Regions from separate parts of the Hordeum vulgare genome. Here region 2 is linked to region 1. Evidence: chromatin contacts called from public Hi-C data. All regions are on one chromosome and are shown on one strand. Each heading gives the region's core, a stretch centred on a gene start, on an enhancer-like site or on the middle of the called end of the contact. The rest is flanking DNA. Distances are from core to core; before and after follow the strand shown.

What was found. A called contact is a pair of places that touch in the nucleus more often than the background predicts.
Region 2: a Hi-C map of seedling shows a contact between it and region 1, with 7 times the contacts expected there. The contact joins the promoter of LOC123443303 here to the promoter of LOC123443302 in region 1. A contact is called at or near these places in 2 of 6 Hi-C or Micro-C datasets (leaf and seedling) and 1 of 1 datasets of contacts at active chromatin or transcription factors (embryo).

Annotation. Positions count from the first base shown.
Region 1 is chr3H:148,017,164-148,020,728 of MorexV3_pseudomolecules_assembly, reverse strand. It overlaps LOC123443302 (triose phosphate/phosphate translocator TPT, chloroplastic), which reads left to right and starts at 1,685. Exons shown (of 12, transcript XM_045119639.1): 1 at 1,685-2,064; 2 at 2,392-2,460; 3 at 2,566-2,631; 4 at 2,759-2,837; 5 at 3,392-3,512. The coding sequence starts at 1,811.
Region 2 is chr3H:148,831,943-148,835,507 of MorexV3_pseudomolecules_assembly, reverse strand. LOC123443303 (receptor-like protein kinase HSL1) reads right to left here and starts at 1,680. Exons shown (of 2, transcript XM_045119640.1): 1 at 1-1,680. The coding sequence starts at 1,376.

The DNA of each region.
Region 1 (3,565 bases), core at 436-2,935:
TGTTTATGGGCGTTGCTACAAATCAACCGGTCGATTTCCCGAGGAAATCAGCCGAGTTGGCAGCGGTACGATCAGACGCTTTCAGCCGCACAATCAAACGCTCCCATGACAGCACCGCACAACGACTCCATGGCAGCGCTGCGCAACATCGATTGGCCCGACGATGCTCCATCGCAGCACTGACGATGCTTCATTGCAACCCCATCGAAGCTTCACCGGCTCGGGCAACGCTTCATTGCAACTCCGATGATGTTTCACTGCAGCGCGTAGCCGCCGCGGCGGGTTCCATCGCAGCAGCCGACGACCGCCGGCGATGCTTCACTGCAGCGCGCAACCGACACGACTGGTTCCATCGCAGCACCCCGACAACCTCCGACGAAGCTTTACTACAGCGCCACCGTCGCGCGGCGGTGCTCCGTCGCTACACTAACCTCCTCGAAGCTCCATCGGCACCCGGGCCGCCGGTGAAGTTTCCCTGCAGCGCGGCCACCGACGCATGGTGCTCCATTTCATCGCGGCGGGGTGTTGCGACGAAGCACGCGACGGCGGTGTCGAATTGATGTGGAAGCTATTACGCGCTGGGCGACTGCACCGAGCTGTGCGTGCTGGACCTGTCCAAAAACCGGCTCACCGGCGGCATCCCCGATGAGGTCTTCGGACTCCAGAAGCTCATCAAGCTGCTCCTGCTCGGCAACGCGCTGTCGGGGCTGCTTCCTCCGAGCGTCACCAACTGCGTGTCGCTGGTCCGGGTCCGGCTCCGGCTCGGTGAGAACCAGCTCGTCGGTCGAGATACCCAGGGAGATTGAAGCTGCAGAACCTGGTGTTCCCGGATCTGTATTCGAACAGGTTCACCGGACACCTTCCCGCCGAGCTTGCCAACATCACGGTGCTGGAGCTGCTCGACGTGCACAACAACAACTTCACAGGACACATCCCTCCGCAGTTCCCCGCTGTCGTCGGGGAAGAAATGTGAGCAGAGGAAGGAGATAAGGTTGGAAGGAAAAGCGGTGAATGGACCATGCCAGGTGTCACGTGGAGAGGAGGCTTACGTGAGTTTAAAATCATCCGATTGATTCTAATGCTTTTCCTTTGTTTATTTGACACATTTTAACTAGTGCACGCATTAAGGTAATCACAGCGGTAAAAATATAGAGTAAACAAACAGCTTACTCCCTCCGCATTAAAGTATAAGAGTCGTCTTACATTTTGTCACAAAGGTTGTAGTACGTACATTTTTAAGACAGAGGAAGTATATTCGTTTAAATATACCAAGTAAATGAAAATGAAGGGAGTTATATGAGCAGCAAAATGTCCCATAGCTTTCAAGCAGGAGACTGAGATTCCCGTGCCACGAGCTAACAATAACAATTAGAGTAACAGGCATAAAAATGGTTACATTTCCCAGCCGGAAACAGCAGCCTCTGGATCTTCTCCGGGCATTGTGTGGACGCCGGCCACTACTTTCCAAGCACGGCCTCACGAGCATCGCGTCGCGTCGCCGTCCGATTTCGCCCCTGGAAAATATCGCCCTTCCCGTCCCGGTCCAAAACCTTCTCCCATTTCGCGCAGCGGGGCCGCGCGCGGACGGCGACGTCCGCCCCGCCCGACCCGACCCCGTCCTCTCCTCTCGTCTCGTCTCCTTCCCCAAACTCTATCAACAATCGCAGCGGCCTATCCTCCCCCGCGCGCGTCTCCGCCACCCAAATCCCTCCGCTCCCACCCATAAACTTATCCAAAACCGCCCGCCCCATCCCCGCTCCAGCCCCCGCGCACAACGCGATCGCCCCAGACTCCCCGCGCTGCTGCAGCAATGCCGGCCCTCGGGACGCTCTCCGCCGGCGGCGCCGCCGCCGGCGTCGCCGGCCTGCTCCGCCTCCGCCGCGGCCCCGCCCTCGCCTCGCCCCTGCCGGCCGCCGCCCGCGCCGGCGCCGTCCACGACGGCGCCCAGCTCGTCTGGGGCCGCCAGCTCCGCCCCGCCCTCGTCCTCCCCGCCGGCCTGCTCCCGCTCCAGGCCTCCAAGAGGCTCACGCTCCGCCCGCCCGCCGCCTCCGCTGACCCCGCCGGGTGAGTGATCATTCCGTGGCGCCACGTGCGTCTCCACGCTGGAAGCTTCTAGAAACTCCTCTGGCCGGCCGTTTTGTTTAGTTACATACTGCAGTTGGTTTCCTCGCTCCCACGCGCCGCACAGAAAAATAAATTCAGCCACATTTGCGCTGCTGCACATGCTAGCGGCACGACTTCAAATATTCTGGTCCCACCTGCAGCCACATTGATCGCTGATCGGTGGGGCTCACAGCGCCGAAATCCGTGCCCTGTGCCTGATACTGGACTTGGGAGCGCACTTATAACAATCTTATTACTTTCTGACTGACTGTGGTTATTGTATAATAGGGAGGCCAAGTCGGCAGGGTTGCTGGAGAAGTACCCTGCAATCACCACCGGCTTCTTCTTCTTCATGTGGTACATTCTCGCTGCCTCACTCAACACGCCCACCGTTTGGCTTGATCGATCTTGCAGTGATTTTATTCAGCTAATTTGTGCATTCTGCCGCAAGTGATCCTGCAGGTACTTCCTGAACGTGATATTCAACATCCTCAACAAGAAGATCTACAACTACTTCCCCTACCCATAGTAAGTGTGTTGTCTGCATCCTTGCCTTTTGTTTCGAAACGATGAAGATCAGCGGCCTCACTGATCTTGCTTTCAGTTCTTGTGCCTGAGTTGCAACTTACACTGGAAATGGCACTGCTGGTTGCAGCTTTGTCTCCGTGATCCATCTACTTGTGGGGGTCGTGTACTGCCTCCTCAGCTGGGCCGTTGGTCTCCCGAAGCGCGCGGTAACTCTAACCGCCTTGCTGTAGTGTTGTGTTTTCTTTGGGAATTCACACAGTGGGCAGAATGGTCCTCAGTTGATGGGCCTCCTGTAAATTCATAAAAGTACAACGGCCTCACTGAGACTGTAGTATTTCATTTAAAGTTCATAAATATTGTTCAACTGATAGGCTTCCTGTAAATTCCATTATAATGTTGCACTCATGGATCATATGTCACTGCCATGTTTAAGCATCTGTATAAAATGTAGGAAATCTTATAATTTCATGTTTCATAAAAGAATTGCAGTTGTTAAGTAAATTGTACAGACCCTTTATTTCAACCGTAAAGGTAATCTGTTGTTGTTTGTGTGGTCAATAAGCTTCAACTAAACTTGATCCACACCCTTCATCTTTTCATACATTAGAAAAGTCTGTGTCCATTAATTAGAATAGCATGCCTCTAAATTGACAACATATTAGAAGAATTTATCATATCAATAGCTGCTTCTTATCAAGGCCATGTTTCTTATCTTGAAATTTGCTTCAAAAAATAATGCAAATTACCGCATCTTCCGTAGCCGATCAATGGAACGCTCCTGAAGCTGCTCTTTCCGGTGGCACTGTGCCATGCTCTTGGTCATGTCACAAGCAACGTGTCCTTTGCTACTGTTGCAGTCTCGTTTGCCCACACTATTAAAGGTGCCTATTTCATGTGCAGATTTCATTTTGGAGTTCTCTTGTCCCTTTTCTGT
Region 2 (3,565 bases), core at 431-2,930, 810 kb before region 1:
GAGATAACCAGCTTGGACAGGTTGGCCGCGCCGGCGATGACAGGGGAGATCTCCCCGGCAAGCTGGTTGTCGTTGAGCTCCAGAAGCGCCAAGTGCGGCAGGCCCCAGACCGCGCCGGGCACATCGCCGTCGAGCCTATTCTTGGAGAGCCGCACCCGTCGCAGCCTATGGCATCGCCCGAGCCCCTCGGGGATGCGCCCGGTAAGCGCATTATTGAGCATCAACAGCTCCTCCAGCTCGCCGCGGTCGCATATGCCCCTTGGGATCTCGCCGGAGATGGAGTTGTCGGACAAGTCCAGGCACACCAGTGGCGTGTTCTTACCGAGGTCGGCCGGCAGCGTGCCGTTCAGCCGGTTCGAGAACAGGCGCAGCTCAACGAGCGAGGACGCCTTCGCCGCGGAGTCCGGCACGGGCCCCGTGAGCGAGTTCAAGTACAGGTGCAGGCTCTCCAGCTTTGGCGCCTCGAACAGGTCATCCGGGATGGCGCCACCGAGGCGGTTCATGGAGATATCTATGCTCCTGAGCTCTGCGAGCTTGCCGAATCCCTTCGGGATTGTGCCGGAGAGCGAGTTGTTGTACAGCTCGATCTGAACGGCGCTTGTCAGACCGGCAAGCCCCGGTGGTATCGGGCCGGTGAGCGCGTTCAACGACAGGTCGAGGTCGGTGAGGTTGGCGAGCCGGCCGAGAGACGCCGGGATGGAGCCGACGAGGTTGCAGCTGGCGAGCCAGAGCACGCGCAGCGCGGTGAGGTCGCCGAGCTCGGCCGGCACTGGACCGGGAGCGAAAGGGTTGTAGGACATGTTGAGCTCCCGGAGCGTGGAGATGCGGCCGAGGAACGCCGGGACCTCGCCGCCGAGCAGGTTGTTGACGAGCGAGAGCGACTGGAGCTTCTTGAACGTGCCGAAGGAGTCCGGGATGGGCCCGGAGAAGTTGTTGGCCTCGAGGCTGAGGTAGACGAGCTCCGGGAGCTCGGCTAGCGCGTCGGGGAGCGGCCCGACGAGCGTGTTCATATACAGGTCGAGGCGCACCAGCGCCTTGCATCCGGCGACGGCCTTGGCGATGTCGGGGCCGATGTAGTTCTCCCTGAGGTTGAGGGACTGGAGCCGCGGGAGGCGGCAGAGCGCGGCCGGGAAGGAGCCGGTGAGGTTGGCGTTGGGGAGCGAGACCTCCGTGACGGCGCCGTCGACGCAGGAGACGCCCGTCCAGCCGCAGGGCGTGGCGTCGCGGGGGTTCCAGTCCGCGAGCGCGGAGGCGGTGAGCGCGCGCTTGGCGTCAAGCAGGTAGAGGCCGTCCTGGTTGAGCCCGAGCGCCGGGGTCACCATCAAGGCGGCATTGGCCGCCACGGCGAGCAGCAGGAGGGGGAGGAAGGCGGCCATGGTGGTCTCGTCTCGGCTGCGTCGGCGATGGGACGGTTCTTTGGCTGGGCGCGCTCGAGGTGCGTCGGGGTCAGAAGAAGGACGGCGACATGGGCGTCGGCATTGGCGACGGCGAGTGTGCGGGGGGGACGAGTTGGTGGGTGCTGTTATTGAGATGGAGATGGATGGGGGAGAGGACAAGCGAGGCGAGTGGGGGTAGCTGAGCAAGCTGAGCAGAGCAGAGCAGAAGCGAGCTGAGCTGAGGCTGAGCACGCACAGTTTACTAGGCGGAGACCCGGTATCGAGTAGAGTGGGGGAGTGGATGGAAGCTGTCCATTTTAAAACGTTTTCGTTCTTGGGAGGGGAATCCCCATCCTCGGCGAGGAGAGGCAAAATCCACAAAATTGACCCGTAAACGAAACAAATTCACAAACTAAATTACGTTTAAAATAAATTCATTCAGTCGATCCTTTTATGTGGCGTCCGACAGTCGGACGTCACACTACACTATGTAACGCCTAGCATATGGGCATTGCACTTCTTGCCAACGTGACACCCGGGGCTACACTACTGATTATGTGGCGCCTAAGAGTAAGGAGCCACACTACATTGTGTGGCGCCTGACTGTAAGGAGTCACACTATCTTATATTAAAACTGATGTAACTTTTAATCCGTACATCCGATGAAAACGTGCCGTATATGAATATTGTGTAACTTTTCGTGTTCTATGCAATGATGACATTTTCAGCTATATTAGGATTTTTTTAATGAAAAATATGTTATAAAAATACATCATAATATAACTAACCATATTTTTAAGACTTAAATTTGACATGATGATTGCCATTGACCTATAACTCTTATGTATTTGAATCCTACATGAGTTTTGCACTACATAATGTGTACGTCCAGTCATGCATATGCTTTCCATGTTAGTCATCTTTAACATGTTCATGTCTTGCATCTAAGTGACTAACATGATATAAATAAAATTTCATTACAGAAAGCTACATTTTATGAGATCCATAGTAAATCTAGTGAAAGAAGACCCAGTATGTCTTGAGCAAGAAGAATCACGAAGCCCATCAATCCATCACATGCAGCATGTCTTGTGTTTTTGTTTGTCCCCTTACATATTGTAATATATAGGATAACACGTACCTTGCAAAATTCAAAAAAGGCTTCTCTGAGTAAAAACCAAGATTTTAGTCGGAGAAGCCTTTTTTGAATTTTGATTTTAACTCCGAGAAGATAACACGTACCTTGGTTGAAGAAAAACCAAGGTATTGCCCCGAAATTCTATGCGAACCAATGAGTCTGCGATACCGCTATTCTGCGGGAAATTCTATGGTCTGCATACTTATGTGACAGAATTAAGAGATGCTTCTGTATGACGGTGTTCATAATTACATACCAAGTGTCATATTGTCTGGACAAGTTGCAATGAGGCTTCAAGATGTAGTACTAAACTAGTTTCGTCGCGGTTACAATGGTCTTGCACAAGTTGGACCAAACTAGTTAGGTTAATTATCAAATTATTAGGATATGTACTGTAAAAACTCCAGAAAATTTGATAGGCTCGTGTATAAATTTCTCTTCACCACTCTGTCACATACAGAGTCTGACTCAAATATTGTGTACATACATCCGATGTAATATACTTTTTTTGAACCGGGCTTTCCCCCTTTCCATAATAAAGCATAACGGAAATACACAGTTTTTTCTTCCGAGCCAGAACAAGAACAAGGGAAAGAGGGAGAAGCGATTTCGGAGCAATACCAGAAAACCCACCGTCTGCGCCTGTCATCAGGAACACAAGACTATGGGACGAAAACCTAGTACGTGTAAAAACCAAGGTACGTGTTATCTTCTCCGAGTTAAAACCAAAATTCAAAAAAGGCTTCTTCGAGTAAAACCTTGGTTTTACTCGGAGAACCCTTTTTTAAATTTTGCAAGGTACGTGTTATCCTATATATTGCAACATGCAAGGGGACAAACAAGAACACAAGACATGTTGCATGTGATGGATTGATGGGCTCCGTGATTCTTCTTGCTCAAGATAGCTGAAAACGTCATCATTGCGTAGAACACGAAAAATTACACAATATTCATATAAGGCACGTTTTCATCAGATGTACGGATTAAAAGTTACATCAGTTTTAATATAAGATAGTGTGACTCCTTACAGTCAGGCGCCACACAATGTAGT